Regions from separate parts of the Mus musculus genome. Here all the other regions are linked to region 1. A link is a contact called in public HiChIP or PLAC-seq and promoter capture Hi-C data. All regions are on one chromosome and are shown on one strand. Each heading gives the region's core, a stretch centred on a gene start, on an enhancer-like site or on the middle of the called end of the contact. The rest is flanking DNA. Distances are from core to core; before and after follow the strand shown. Region 1 holds the start of E330013P04Rik (RIKEN cDNA E330013P04 gene). Region 2 has its middle 18 kb from the start of Gm19956. Region 3 has its middle 31 kb from the start of Gm46662.

What was found. Promoter capture Hi-C pulls out the DNA fragments that hold promoters and counts their contacts. HiChIP or PLAC-seq counts read pairs in DNA pulled down with a chosen protein or histone mark.
Region 2: a contact with region 1 is called in a promoter capture Hi-C map of second pharyngeal arch cranial neural crest, with 17 times the contacts expected there. The contact joins the enhancer-like site here to the promoter of E330013P04Rik in region 1. A contact is called at or near these places in 20 of 39 promoter capture datasets (the 3T3-L1 cell line, 3T3-L1-derived adipocytes, the C10 cell line and 14 more), 1 of 15 datasets of contacts at CTCF or cohesin (the NIH/3T3 cell line), 6 of 484 Hi-C or Micro-C datasets (cranial neural crest, nephron progenitors, palatal mesenchyme and 1 more) and 4 of 115 datasets of contacts at active chromatin or transcription factors (embryonic basal ganglia, embryonic forebrain, embryonic hindbrain and 1 more).
Region 3: a CTCF HiChIP or PLAC-seq map of the NIH/3T3 cell line shows a contact between it and region 1, with 16 read pairs. The contact joins the enhancer-like site here to the promoter of E330013P04Rik in region 1. A contact is called at or near these places in 16 of 39 promoter capture datasets (the 3T3-L1 cell line, the C10 cell line, the HPC-7 cell line and 11 more), 1 of 15 datasets of contacts at CTCF or cohesin (the NIH/3T3 cell line), 12 of 484 Hi-C or Micro-C datasets (cortical neurons, embryonic fibroblasts, embryonic stem cells and 3 more) and 5 of 115 datasets of contacts at active chromatin or transcription factors (bone marrow-derived macrophages, embryonic fibroblasts, embryonic forebrain and 2 more).

Annotation. Positions count from the first base shown.
Region 1 is chr19:60,142,427-60,147,463 of GRCm38.p6, forward strand. E330013P04Rik (RIKEN cDNA E330013P04 gene) reads left to right here and starts at 2,249. Exons shown (of 5, transcript NR_026942.1): 1 at 2,249-2,409.
Region 2 is chr19:59,634,191-59,639,227 of GRCm38.p6, forward strand. No RefSeq gene overlaps it. Among named protein-coding and RNA genes, the nearest start is that of Gm19956, 18 kb to the right of the region's middle. Within about 2 kb of position 2,366, at least 3 of the 459 cell types and tissues checked have an H3K27ac peak or open chromatin away from gene starts, as enhancers often do. A contact at or near this core is called in second pharyngeal arch cranial neural crest, where this site is marked.
Region 3 is chr19:59,851,022-59,856,058 of GRCm38.p6, forward strand. No RefSeq gene overlaps it. Among named protein-coding and RNA genes, the nearest start is that of Gm46662, 31 kb to the left of the region's middle. Within about 2 kb of position 1,955, at least 10 of the 459 cell types and tissues checked have an H3K27ac peak or open chromatin away from gene starts, as enhancers often do. A contact at or near this core is called in the NIH/3T3 cell line and embryonic fibroblasts, where this site is marked.

The DNA.
Region 1 (5,037 bases), core at 999-3,498:
GCAAGTCCGTGTTACTTTCAGGAAGACAGCTCTGATGGGCAAGAATTACTCTTGTGTATCCAGGGAAGATAGAAACATGGCACACACTTAATGTTCCTTTTAAAGGTTGGCTGTCAAGGAACCAGTGGATAGAAATTTAAGATTAAACCCTGATGGAATATGTCAACTACATAGTACCCCTAGCTGATTATCCACGCAGTCTGAAAACAACGCCCCTTCCATTCAGAGTTTCTTTTTCAGTTGCTGAAAACTCTGTCCTACCAAGCCCCTACCTTCTAAATATACAGAGTAGCATGCTAAATGGTAAGTTTCAGAAAAGAAGGTATTTCACAAATAACTGGAGCTAAGCAACAGTTAGGGTTTCTTTCTTCCAAAGATGAAGATCAGAATCCCAGACTCTGCTTAATTCACTCCTACACGGGACCTCTGGATTCAGCTCTTCACCCCTGAAGCAGCTCCTGGTCCCGCTTCTCCAAGTCCTTCTATGTATTAATAATGGCTATCCCCTCAGGGGCCTTGTTGCATAGATATCTGAGAGAGAGAGAGAGAGAGAGAGAGAGAGAGAGAGAGAGAGAGAGAGAGAGAAAGAGAGAAAGAGAGAGAGAGAGAGAGAGAGAGAGAGAGAGAGAGATTTGCCTTCCAAGGTAGTTTTTCTGCTCTCTGTTGCTTAAGCAACTGTCTGCTATAGGAATCCCCAAAGCTGCCAGCTCCCCTGGACTCAGGTCCCCAGCAAGGCCACCCCCCTACCCACTTCTCTCCCATCTGCTTATAATTTAATGCTCTGTGTGTTTTAATCATTTCATTAGGCATGTCCTTATTTTGAAATGCAACTAATTCTTCAGTTCAAACAAACAACCAGTGATCTAAAAATGAGAGCAGTCTTTACTCTGGGCTCCAGGTTGCCTCAGAAGAAATATCACACCTACTTTAAGGAGGGTGAAAGAGAAAAGCTGCCCCTAGTTTGTTTGTTTTAAGCCACTGACTTTCTAGTAAACATATTTCAGAGACTTTTGAGTCATCTTCAGAACTTTCAAAATCAACTTGAAGATGTTTTCTTGAGGATTTTCCCCTCTGAATATTTCTATAAGATCTGTTACTATTAATGTTTATCAGAAGGTGGGTTTAGAAGTGTCATAATTTTATATTTGATGACAACAAACACAAAAGAAAAACAAAAACTGCTTCCACTGTAACTTTGTCTCTTTCAGTATTTTCTGTATAGGAGTTTACATTTACTAAGGCAAAGAGAGTTATCCTTGGCTCTAAGAGGGAAAAAAATTATAAGCTAAGTCCTGAGATTATAGGGGGTTTGTTGTTGCAGTTGTGGTTTGGTTTGGTTTTGCTTTGGTTTTTGTCCCTGACATTCATATTTGTTCTACATCAAGAAATGATGAACTGGCAAGATGGCTGGCTCACTGTAAACACACTTGCCACCAAACCTCAGGACATGATGTCAATCCCCAAGACTTACATGGTGGAAAGAGAAGCAGACTCCTTCAAGTTGCCCTCTGACCTTCACAGTAGGACATGAGCTCACACACGTTCAAATAAATAAATAGAAAAAAAAATTTAAATTCAACTACTGAAGTCCCAGAGCTATGTGTAGGTCTAACATATCTTTGACATTCTGTACAATGTGAAATTGATGGTACCGTTTTTGCTGCTGGTACTTTGGGTTTTTTTGTTTGTTTGTTTGTTTTGTTTTTGTTGTTGTTATTTTGGTTTTTATTTTTCTTCCGGGTAATAGAATGTTCTTTTACCATTTAAGAAGCTTAAGTAACATTCCCACCCAGTAGACACTTAGAAAACTTTTGTTGAAGTTCAGTACTAAATAGGTAGATTTAGTTGCTCCTGTCTGTCTCAATTCCCTTTTCTGACTTAATAAAGATTTAAAATGCCACGTTTACAATCTGACCGGGATATTCTGTGGAGGATTCCCCTACAGTCACCAAACAAATCAAGACCATTTAGGTTTCGTGTAAACACTGAGATGGTGATAATAACCTATTAGAAAAGTAGTTTGGGAAGGATTGTTTTCGGACTTTTTTGGTTCGCTGTGAACAGACCTGATCATTTGCGTTGGTGCCTGACACAAGTGGTTCTCATGCGCCATCTAGTGGCTGCTGTGAAACTGTGCTGTGTCACGGGAAACCCTTTCTGAACAAGCCTTACTGTTGCGAATTCCTGTCCCGGTCGTCGGGCAGCCACTGGACACTTGCCCATCTTTCAGCCTTTAAATTGAGAGGAACCACCGAAGAACGCATGCACAGTGTTTCCCAAAAGCCCTGTATCCTTGGGAGCAACCAAGATGTAATCGGTCAGAGAAATGGTTTCTTCCTGGATCCATGTGAGTTAAACTGTTGTGGGACTGGAGACACTCGCGCCTGCAGAGTTGTGGTGACAAGCAAGGTAAGCCGGGTGACTTTTGTAACCCTTTTTCCCAGCAGAGACTACTCCTGTGTGTAGAAACCACGGCCTGGCAGCGACTTCTCTAACTCATAAAACTTGCTCTAACACACGGGGGAAAAAAGCTTCACTTAATCCAGTATCCTGTGTTGATTCCTGCCTGCGACATCTTAATTCTTACCCACGGGCAGGAGGACTGCTCTCGGCTGTGGACAGTGATGTGGATTTCACAATATTCAATAATCAGACTTTTCATGGGGGCTATTCCAGTCAAATATTGATTTAGTCAGAAAGGAGTGATAGAAATACAGCTCTGTAGGTTTATTCTTGTTAAAAGTCCAAAGTAGAGTGCAGACTTTGAGAGTTCTTCTTGCAGAAAGTATTAGCAAAAAGTAATGTCCAGGCAGCCCCAAGTGATACAAGACAGTTAGCTATGAATTTCACAAACATCATTAAATGTGTGTGGATGTAGTGCAGTACTGGAATGAGAGAAGATAACTAAAATTAAGATAAATAGCTTAGGAACTCACAGCCAGGGAAGCCGTAATTCACAAGTTTTCTAAGCTAGTGTTCTTATTGCCTTTAGGAATAGGAAGCATTGCTTCCAAAGCTGGGTTAACCACTCTTGAAAAGCATAAGGTACAAAGTAATTTACTCTCTTATTTCCAAGATTAAAAACCCTACGATAGTATTGTCCTCGCCCTTAATGCTTTCGGAGAAAACACTCATCCTACAGAAATACACATTTGTCTTCGGAACTCTGATCTCTCTCCTGTGCTGGGACTGGGGTTCACAGCATCTCAAACCCTGTTTCTCAGGCCTTATCTAAGGGTTATCTATTTCCATGGAAACACTGATCGACTTGAGACATCTCCAGTGCTCATATTTAGCAAAGTCTGTGAAGAGTGTCGATGTAGGGTATCCGATTATTACTCAAGTGAAGCCCCTGTGTCAAAAAATTCTAAGAATCATTATCTCCTTTTGAATACTGTTTGAAATTTTTGAATCCACTATCTGGAAACTGAAAGAATAAAAAAAATACTGGCTCATAAAAATAAATAAAAACTGTGGGTTTGTGTTTCTACTGTGGCATGCCTGCTAAAATGTCTACCAAGTGAAATTCAAAGATGTCCGCTTTTCTCAATGTTAAATATTCAATTTCCCAAATGTTGTTCCATGTTAAAATTTAAAGGGAGGGCTGGTTGGTTGATGGCTCAGTGGGTAAAATTGAAAGGAATTTTTTTCTAGATTTTTTTTTTTTTGGCAGTACCATGATTCATCAAAAACCTTGTTTGTACCATGAAAAGAAAGAAAACAAAAACTTGCAATATTCTAACATCTGGCCCATGCTATTTTCTAAGCTTTTTCATACATGCTTTATATACATCAAGTCCTATACCATAGCTCAGCTCACGCAAACCCATTTTCCCATAAACCAATAAAACACCTTAAAATACAGATCTGGAACTAAAAATAAATAACATTAATATCCTATTCCGTCACAGGCCAAGTAGGAATGAGCCGTTCTGCTAAAGCTGTCTTTGGTTGCCGGGATGTTCACTCCAGGCCAGAGGAAATCACTCGGTTCTTTCAGACGCCTTAAGTCTCCCTCCTGTCCACGTTAGAGAGATGTTGCTGAGATAACACAAGACAATCTCAGGGAGGTTCTGTGCTCCGGAGAACATAAAGGGAATGCATTGTTTCTCACAGTCTGGCTGGAAGGGTGTAGCACACGGTAAAATTAAGACCTCCTCCTTCATTGTGCAGCACAGTTGGGCTGTTTGATCTCTAAGTCCTTGGGTAATTGGAGTCTACACAGCATGTGGAATCTGGGTCTGAGCATCTCCCCCTCTTGCCCAAAGCCCTGCCTGGGGGCACGGTTCACCCCCTAGCTGGATTCTGCTTATGTTTGGGGTTCTGCTTTGACATAGGCATTGTTTGCAAGCTGGGAAAATGAGAACATGGTGGAGGCTAGAAAAGGAAGATATACCCGTTTGTTATCAGACACACCGAAGTGAATAGGAACCCAAGTTGAGAATGGCAGCTTCCTGCATGTGGGGAGCGCCCTCCCACATTCCACAGCCTCCCAGATACGGCAGGTTTCTGATTCAAGGCCCCCACACGGGTTTGTTTTTCACACCAGATTTCCATGGACTGCACCTGTCTGCTTCAGGTCATTATGACCTTTCTTATCTATGAGCTCTAAGGTGCCAGCGCTTGGTTTATACTTCATTCATTCAACAAATAACCCAGGCTGTGCTAGGTGCTCTGGGAACTACAAGCCCCTGCAATGAGTCACAGCATGCTTCTGTCTTCAACAAGTAGGAGTAACAGATGGACCCAGGTTGCCCAGGGCTTCTTTAAGAAGCACAGGCTGTAAGGAGACTCCACACACAAGCACGATATACCATAAATTAGAAACTTCACCTTTGAGCCAGGCAAGGCTGCTCCGGTTTGCTCACGCTGCCATTTCCTTTCCCGGGAAACCCTGGGTAGATCCAGGTTCCAGGTGCCTGAAGCCTATGCGATATATCTAGAGACCTGTTTTAAGAATCAGAGGACAAGATTATCAGAGCTAAACACAGGGCCACAGAGGGAGGCCTGCAAGGTAAGAGACTTCAGTAGTAAGCT
Region 2 (5,037 bases), core at 1,116-3,615, 510 kb before region 1:
CTTTCCTTCTCCCTCCTTTTTGATTACCTTTAAGTGTTTGGAACAGGCACCTGCCACCATGATGTTCTGCTGCATCAAATATGTTCGGCAGTGGGCTGAATCCTCTGACACCAAGAGCCAAACAAAGCTCATCTTTTCTCCTTTACCTCATTTGTTTGCCACAGTGAGGCAAGGAGCCTAGCATGTTTCTGATACAATGATAAAATATGACTAATGTCAATCAAGTAGAAAATAAGGAGCAAATAAAACTTCCCACTTGCAAATGGGGCTGGGATTTTCTCTTCTGGAAGGCAAATAGTACCACAGAATTAGTCTGGTAAAGTAAGTTCAGCATTAGAAATGCCGCTGGTTACTTGATCCTCCATTCCTGGGTTCACATGTCTCACAGGTCTCTGATAGGGTGTGGGTAACACGCTCATCTCCACTTCTAACCCTGACCTACAAGGGTAGGCCAGGGAGAAGAGGTTTTGTCCAGGAAGTAAGGATGCCCTTCTCTAGGCTTGCACCCTACACACACACACACACACACACACACACACACACACACACACATACACACACACACACTAGTGTCTCTGTGTGGGAACTATCAGGAGGGTGACCAGAAAATACATTTGACTTTTTGCCCAGCAATCTAGAAAATAGCCTACATATAAGCATTCAAATATGGCCACCAGACACACATGGACACTGAGCTTATGGGATGTGGCTAATTTTAAAAAGTCTTTCTATTCAGAAATGAATCATTTGTGCAAGCTCACATGGGCAGTGGTATCCTATGTGGAAAAGGTAAGTTCTAGACAGTCCTCTACCGCCCACCATCAGCCTGAAACTTTTGAGAACCTTGGATGCAATGTGGGAGCCAGGTGCAGGGCTGCAGCTGAGTGGCAGGCCTCTTGACTCCTCTGCGTTGCTGTTTTGTTTTTCATTTTCATTTCCGAGCATCTGAGAAAAGAGGAAAACCCAGAACCCCAGGATACTCCAGGCAAACTCAGCTTCTCTGTCTCCTCGCCTGTTCAAAGTTACTTGAAGCTTCCAGTAAGGCCTTTTTCTTCATTCTTCCAGGTTCCAAAGAGAAACAGCCTAGTGGTCTCCCTGAGTACAAAGGCAAGAGCCCACGTCCTCCCTGTGTGGATAATGGCTTTGCAAATAAATGGTCCAATGTGAGCTTGGGTGACATTATGACAGCTCAAGCATCTGCATGTGTGCACATGCACATGTACACACACACACACACACACACACACACACACACACACACACACACACACACAAACCCTTTAGGAAAGAAGTTCTTGGAGAGCTGAGACGTGATGCCTTGGTGTGGAAAAGCTGACGGATTTGCTTTGGTTTTAATTGGGTTTTAAAAGATGACAAAGAAAAGCTGCCTCAGGGTCTGCTTTTGAAACTCATATAGGAATTTATTTCAGGACCTTCCCTGAGTATCCAGAGAATGCTGAGCAAGGACCGGATGGTGGCTTTTGCTTAGATACCCCCACCCCCATCCCCATCCCGACCCACCATTGCCTTTCAACTCCAGCAGCGTTACATGGTCCAAGCCAATCCCAGCCTTCTTGCACACACTGGATGAAAAAATGTCACCCTTTCTGCTGTCTCTAGTCTTTCAGTCTTTGGAGATGCTTAAAGCTGGCTGATACTGCAGGCTCCCGGAGCCCTGCAGAGCACGAATTTTTTTTTTTTTTTCTGGAGCCTTCCACAAGCTGACTGCAGTCGACGGGCAGTTCCTTCACGAGCTTTCTGCAGTGGCATGGGTGAGATTAGTTTCTGCTATCACTGTAATTTACAAGGCTCACATCACCATGTAACAACTTGGTGATTACATGGAAAATATCGTATAAATACACAGTAATTACAAGTTCATGCAGATTACTTGGGATATACATTTGAAGTTACCGAGTAGTTCAAAGATTAATTATCCTGTAACTGGCAGTATTTAAATCATTTTTCCCCCTCATATACGGATACATCGAGGTCGACTTCAAGGCGGCCTAGGACAGGAATGGCATGAGTATGATCTGAAAAGAAAAAATGAAATTTGACAGGCATGGATTATTTAAAGCATGCATATGGGAGCCGAACAGCCACTACACTTTGATGCAAATCGTAGGGGAAAGAGCAGAGGGATGGAGTGGAGGGAAAGGTGCTGACCAAAGTGAGGGCTTCCTGCCGGGAACTTGAAATTTAAACAAATAATCATTTAAATGGCAGCTCAGCATTACAGTTCCGAGCTTCGTGCATTAATGTCAACATCTGGTACCAACATTTTGACAATTCTATTAAAATGCCCCAGCATTCCCTATCTAACACCTGTTAGCTCTAATTTTCTTTCCTGAGTAGCACACCAGTAGACAGGGTAGATTCCAAACCATTTATCACTTTTAAAGTGCTTCCATATGCGTGCTGGACCCAGGCTGGCCCTAGGCAAACGTTTTTTCCGAATGCATTAAAATTCAAGACTTTTTTTTTTTTTTTTTTTTTTTTAGTGTAGACACCAATGTTTCATTGAATTCATGTCTGGTAATTATTAGCTTAAATTATGGCTCACACATGACAAAATGGACCATGAATTAAAAGGCGTGCACACACGAGTGCATGCACACATACGCACATATTCTTCAACCGATGCACCGGAGCTGTGCCTCGCACGTTATTAAGATGTCAGTCAGTAACCATTAGGCAAACATACTTCATGGAGGGCCCTGGTAAGAGGCTCCGGGGGTTCCCAAGAGACTATCTAAAAATGTCAAAAATGTTACAGTATAAATGAAGGACACCAACAAGACTACATATGCTTGAGATGTGAAGCTATTAGTTAATATATTACAAGTTTCAAACCTCTAAGCAAAACAGGTAACACAATTTTCATTTGACAAAGGGCTAAAGATAAGAAGGGACTGATTCCCAGACAATACAATCTCCCTGATTAGGAGAAGGCCTTCAGAGGGCTGGGAGGTCAGGGTGAGCCAAGAAGATTCTGGAGCTTGCAGACCGTGCTCTGCCTTGCCTGGAAATGATGGAAAAGTGAAGTCCAGATATAGCAGGGACCCTTCTCATAACGATGTCTGGCTGCTCCTTGCACTTTCATAAATAGAGGAGGTGTGATGGATCTAATGGCTGCTTTTTAAAGGGAAGAAGGTGCTTGCAAGAAAGAGGTGGTAAGGTTAGGGTTATTACATGAGTAGAGAAGATCACTCATTGCTTTTCTGAGGAGACAGTTGCTTTCAGCTTCTTGCCCAGCAATAAAACCCACATGGCAAAAATATTTTAAGTAACGACCACAACAAAACACACATAGAAAAAGGAAAGATTTAAAGCAAAACTCAAAACAAACAGACAAACAAACTCCTTGCGTGTACTTGGGATGAAGGCACAAACAGTTCCCTTGAAATACAAGGCGACATTGAGATGACCAGGGAACAGGGCATGGAAACCACCCCACCAAACTCTCAATATAAAAAGCTGTAGGCAGTTAAAATGTCCGCCCCTGTACACATGCACACCTACACGTTCACACTTCCTCTGTTTACTAAATAACATTTCAGCACAGTTTTCATCTTATAAGGAAAGTGTTTGAAACTCGGAATAAGTGCACTTAATTAAAGGAAGGCTGTGAAAATGTGCACTAATCTGATATGACTAATAGCAAGTGCATGAAATTGCTAATTAGAATTTCATTAAAGGTGCTGCTTTATCAGACTGTGAAAATCACAACCTTTAAAATTCTTTCAGGAGAGCTTAATTCCTTTTCAAACAGAAATATTCTTTAAAGACATTTGATTTGTTCTGAAGGAATACGTGGTTTCAGCTGGAACTAAAAATGTCTCCGATATTCCAGGAGGCGACATCAGAATAGGAATCTACATCAGGGACCCTGTTATCCCTGCTTGACGATGCTACTAGCTGCCCCCCCCCCCACGATTGTTCAAAAACCTGGTCTTAAAAACCCCAAGTAGGGTCAGTTTGTTCCACACGGAATGTGCATTCTGCAGAAACCAACATCTAGTCTCTCCTGGAAAATTAAGTAGAAAGTCACTAAAAGGATTAAAATTTAAATTTTTTCAGATACATTTTTGGGTGATTTGAATTTACACTTTATTTTATTTATCACTTTGGTTTTTAGAAGAAGCATTTAATTTTTTTGAGATTATAATATAATCACATTCATTTTTAAAAGTAAGAGACATTTGCAGTTGCAAAGTATTTTCTTCTTTGAAAGAGAAGGGTATTCTGTTTCTTTCATCATCAGTAGTAGTCTTTGCTCTTTTCTTTTTTTTGTAGAGAAAAATCAACCCCTTAAAACATAATAACATATCGATTATAAAATTGCACTTTTTAAGTTGGAAGATTCTGACTTCAGCAGACATGCGCTGTCTCACCCCTTCCCTGGCTTCATTGCACAGGGTTGTAGTTCCCATTTTAATTACTCTCTGCACTGGGTCCAAACTTCAGATTAATACGACTAATTAACTTTAGATTACCAGATTAATAAGAAATCCCTTGTTTTAATTTTCCTGGTTTTCTTTCCAGCCATTTATTTGCAGTTTTTAACTATAAAATCCACTCTGTGCTGCATCTTCCTGTGTGGTCAATGGCATTTTTGCTGCTTCCTATGTGGCCCTCTTAATTCTCACTGGTAGGAATAGGGTTTTTTGGAATACTCACACTTGATTGACTAGTGACATTTTTGTTACAAAAACAAACAAACAAACAAAACAAATAAATCAAACGAAAAGCTCATTAGCAATCATGTAAACCAGGGACCCTCAAAATACCATTTTGCTTTACTCTCATGCTGTTAAAATATCAGCCTTGCTGACTGCTCTGAACACCACACTTGACAGTGATGGTACGATTTCAGAATCAAATCTCCTATATACATTTCAGATCTTGACTTATAAGCTCATCAGTCATCCCCAGATGACTATCGTTTCTGAAAGGGGAGAAAATGAAATTAGAAGTAACTTTATTTGAGAAACTGATTTCCTTGGACACCTGAACAAATCTCAAGCGGACGAA
Region 3 (5,037 bases), core at 705-3,204, 290 kb before region 1:
ATCTTCATGTAACCAATGCCTGTTTCTCTTTTCAAAAATGACTTAACAGGAATTCAGGGTATTGTGTTGAATCTTAATGGCTTATTTTGTCTCTTGTGTGCTGGTTTCTAAAGGCCCCACAGTTGCTTCCTCTCTCTCTCTCCTGCTCCTTTAAAAATAAGAACAGGAATCTTGCTGTCTGGTGATGGTCTGAGTCAGTATCTTCTTAACTGCTAGGGAGGCTCAGTGGTTTAAGACTCTGGGCTAAAATCATATTGTAATCAGTACTTTAGGTTCTTTGAAGTTTTGATCTGGAATTTACTTAAGTTAGGAGGTTGGCAAGGAACCATCCTGTACTTCTAATTAAAGCAGCCTCCAAGCTTGAAAATGCTGGTAGAAGACAGATATGGCTTATAGACATGCAGGAGCCAAAGGTGCCTCCCTCCCGTCTTCTTTTTTCTTCCCTCCCTCATTCCCTACTTCCTCCCCTCCTTCCCTCTCTTACTGCTCCCTTCCCTCTTATCCCCCTCTATCCTTCCCATCTCTTCTTTTTCCTTCCCTCTCTCCCTCCTCTCCTCCCTCCCCTTTTTCTTTCCTCTCTCCCTCCCTCCTACCTGTCTTATACCTCCCTTCCCTCCTCCCCTCCTCCCTCCCTCCATCCTTCCCATTTCTTCTTTTTTCCTTCCCCCTCTCCCTCTTCCCCTCCCTCCTCTCCTCCCTCTCCTCTCCTATATCCATTCTTTTTCCTTTCCCCTTTTCTCTTTCTCCCTCTCTCCTTTCTCCTATTCCTTCTATGTTATTTTTCTTAATAAGATAATTTTTACACACTTGCTTTTAAATTTCAACAATCATTTATATTCTGTGTTAGGAGAAAAATTTTATATTTGGTGGCCTTGGCTTATATGGAACTTCCTTTGAGCATGCCAATATGTCCAAGTTCAAAGGCAAGCTGTCTCCTTAGTCCAAGAAGGGAATATGATCTGTGTGTACACATACTGAGCACTTTTTCTCTCCACAGAAATTGGTCTTGTCTCAAAAGTAGACTCTTCAAGTTTTAAAGGTGTGCTGTGAGTCTTGCTTGGAAAGGCAGGGGTTAATAGAGTTGACACTACACTCAGAGCTTTTTGAGGCTTTGTTATAATTGGTACATATCATAAAATGAATTTGTGGTGGGCCCCTTTGTTTTTATAGACAGCAGACTCATATGATTTCCAAGGCAAAGTCCATAAAGGCAGAGAGGCCTGACAGCCGAGCAAGGCTGAGCAATCACATCTTAAGTTTACAAACAGGAAACAATAACAATTAGTGAAAAACAAGGCAGTGAATTGGAAGGAGGGGGCATGGAAAGGTTTAGAGGGAGGAAAAGAAATGGAGAAGTATTGTGATTACATTACAATTTCAAATATATATAAAGTAAATTTCCTATCTAGTGGGGAGAGGCTATAAAATTTCAAAGCCCAGCCCCAGTGACAAGCTTCCTCCAGTAAGATTTCACCTCTATTAATCTCCCCCAGACAGTGCCATCACTGAGGCTAAGTGTTCAAATACCAAAGCCTAGGGGAGAAACTATCATTCCAACAACCCCAAATACTTACTTATAAGCTGTCTTTTCTCTTTCCTATTGTGTGTATATTTGAGAGAGAGAGAGAGAGACAGAGAGAGAGAGAGACACAGAGAGAGACAGAGAGAGACAGAGACAGATAAACATAGAGTCAGAGATAGAGAGACAGAGACAAATACACACAAAGAGAGAGAGATGAAGACAGAGACATACATGCATGCACACACAAAGATAAGACAGACAGGCAGGCAGAGAGAGAGAGAGAGACAGACACACACACCAAACACAGACACACACAGACACACACACACACACACACACACACTCACACACAGAGAGAGAGTTGATCTCTGCTTCTCATCCTTATTCAACTATTTAATTGGAATACTGGGGAGTGGCCAAGCCTGCCCTGACGGGAAACACTGGAATGAGAGAATAGATGGAAGCCATTCTTTCCCTAAGCCTTTGCATACATTATAGTATTAATTGTAAGGTCTTTGAACCTTTATATTTATTTATGTTTTTTAAATGTGCAGTAATGCCATTTAACTACAAACACTTCCTTTCCTGTTGCTCCAAACCTTGTGTGGAAAAGTACTTTGGACAAATACAAATATATTAAGAAACATTTTTTTCATTCATTCAAATTACGATCAGGGGCATTAAGTCCCAAGTCCTGTCTATAATTCTTTCTCCTCCCCCACAAAATTGCCCTGAGTCTGCATCCGTCATGAGAAGGCTGCTTACCCCAGGAATCCACTTCTGGAACTGTGTCAGTTCCACTTGCCAAGAGAGAATCTGACCTAATTCTTTTTTTTCTTTTTTTTGGTCAAAAATAGTCAATACGTTTAATCTATTCCTAGAAAATTAACTATTGAGACTTGGCTATTTGCCACTCACAGCATTTGTAATTTGGTCCAAAGCACCCTTTCCACCACATACTCCCTTTCTTTCTCTGTGACTGGAATGCTAGTCATGCTTTAGACAATTTTACAATGTTTTTCCCCCCACCAAAGGTCTCCTTTCCAGGTCTCTCTTCTGTTTTCTAGAATCCTCCTAGCCATTGTGCATACCCCACTGGTCCATAAAAACTTACCAGGTCTTCAAACAAATGCCACCTTCCCTCATTTTAACCCTTCAGTGAGTCTCACAACAGGATACAAATCCCATAGGATTTGAGAGTGATACCACTCCTATGAATCACACACTTGAAAAAAAAAGGCAAAGTGGCCATCAGCTTTGTAGTCCAGTAATGCTTTCTACCTGATAAACACTCTGTCTTTGTCACATTGACCTAAAGAACATTTTAGGACCACACTTGCAAATGCTAGGCTTATAGACATAAACATCTGATGAGAACCTAGGTTAGTCCAATTAGACATCTGATGAGACCATAGGTTAGCCCAGTGGTTGATATTCCTATTAGATCAGAATCACCAGGGTGTTATTTAAAATTCAGCATTTCAGCCTAGCTTCCTTCAACATAACTCTATTGAGATAGAGAAGTCAGAGAAAAAAAGGTACCAGTGGGGACCAGGGAAGAAATCTTGGTTATCACAATATGAGATAGAAAAGAAACTTAATATCCCATAAGTACTGACCCACAGTTTGCCCCCTAGAAAATTCCTCCATCTGTCTTGGCTTCTTCACTTAAAAGCTTTATCAGACATCTTATATATTATATATTACATGTTATATAACAGTTATTATATAAAATGGATGAGAGAATGGGTGGAAATCATCTGATAGCAGAGGGAGACTTAGGTCTTCCTTCCTCTCTCCTGCTTGTTACCTCACAGCAGTACCTGACCTCAATACTATGCCACAATACTCAACTGAATAAAATTGGCAGTAATTCATAAAAATTTATGGAGATTTTCTATGAATCAGGCACATTATTAAGCCTTAGAATGTCCCACTTAAACACCAGCATTGACAGAGTATATTTTAAATAATTACATACTATGTCACTTTCTGGAAATGAATATTGGGCTCAGTATTTATCAAATACTATGATAAATATCAATAAATATCACTGTGACCCACACCACAAGGGAATAGAGAAGCACAGTTTGTTTCTTTCAGCTCGCCATGCTCTTGCCAATATCATGATTCACTGTAATGTTAATAATAGCTTTGAAAACAGGAATAAAAGCAAGGTATAAATTCTGTTTCAGGGAACTACAAGTTTGCTTCTTTCGGTGAGTTGCAACTCAAAGTGAGCTTTTCACTTGAGCATCTCTCGTTTTTTTTCTCAGTCTGATGTTTAATAAGAGGCTTATACGTTTCTGGTTTTCTTAGTTGGGAGACCAGGATACGACTAAAACTACCATGTCTCCTTAATCCACTGTGGCATATGTGAATAGCTTCCAAACGTGACGATGTGGTGTGTTAAATAAGCAATATTTTTCACTGCTCTGTTATGGTTTGAATCTAAAATGCCTCGGTAGACTCATGTTCTTGTATATTTGATCCTCAGCTAGTGGTATTATTGTAGGGGGTATAATGGTGGAAACTTTAGGAGGTGGGAGCCTAAGTGGAGGAAGTAGGGAGCTAGAGGTAGGCTTCAAGAGTTATGGCAGGCCTTATTCTTGCCCTGTTCTCTGCTTCCTGATTTGGAGTGTTGTAAGCACTCTTTAGCACACACTCTAACAGCCTTCCCTAATACAATGGAATGCAGGGAGTGCTTCCCTAATTGTTTCCCTGATTTTTGTTGGTGAAATAAAGATCGCAGAAGCCAAGAAGGCAGGATTTCTGGGCAGGACAGGAATAAGAGGATGGGGAGAAGATGGGAATCTGACAGTTAAGAGCTGCAGACACGTATGTTTCTCGGGGCACAGGTAGTTTGTGGCCTCTTCAGGCAACTGAGAAGGCCAAGGAAGATGGGGCAGGATATTCTTTGCCCAGCCTTTGAGTTATCTGATCAGTTTTAAAATATAAAAGTGTCCAGTGTTTTCCTTTCATGGGGTTAAAGGGAGCTGGGTGAGACCAGGGCAGTCATTGGTGGTCTGCAGGGCTAGCCGCGGGGTGGTGGGGCTGGGGCGTGGGGTGGGGGCTGGCCGGCCAGTCAGTGGAGCATGTGCTATGACTCTGGGTGTTCGCAGGAGGGGCAGCACTGAGTGGCTTGGCAGGGGCAGCGAGGGAGCCATGGCCAGCTACATGGCGGAGGCTGTCCTTGGAGCATAACTGGGAGGGTGATCTTGGCGTTTGTGGGAGAGGTGTTGGCTAGCAGGCAGGCAGCTGCTGGTCCCAGGGCCTAGCCGGATCAAGCGTGGGTGTTTGTTTGTTTGTTTGTTTAATTATACACAACAGTGGAACAAAAAACCCCTTAACTTCCCTTAACCATTTTCTTTCAGGTATGAGGCCACATGGTGAGGAAGTAACTAATATACTAAAGAACCTGGATGCATGCCTCCCAGGAACGTGTATTTAGATTATAGCAACAAGTCCAACCGTGCTGAGGCCGTCCTGCAGTTGTAAGGCAATTGCTGACCAAG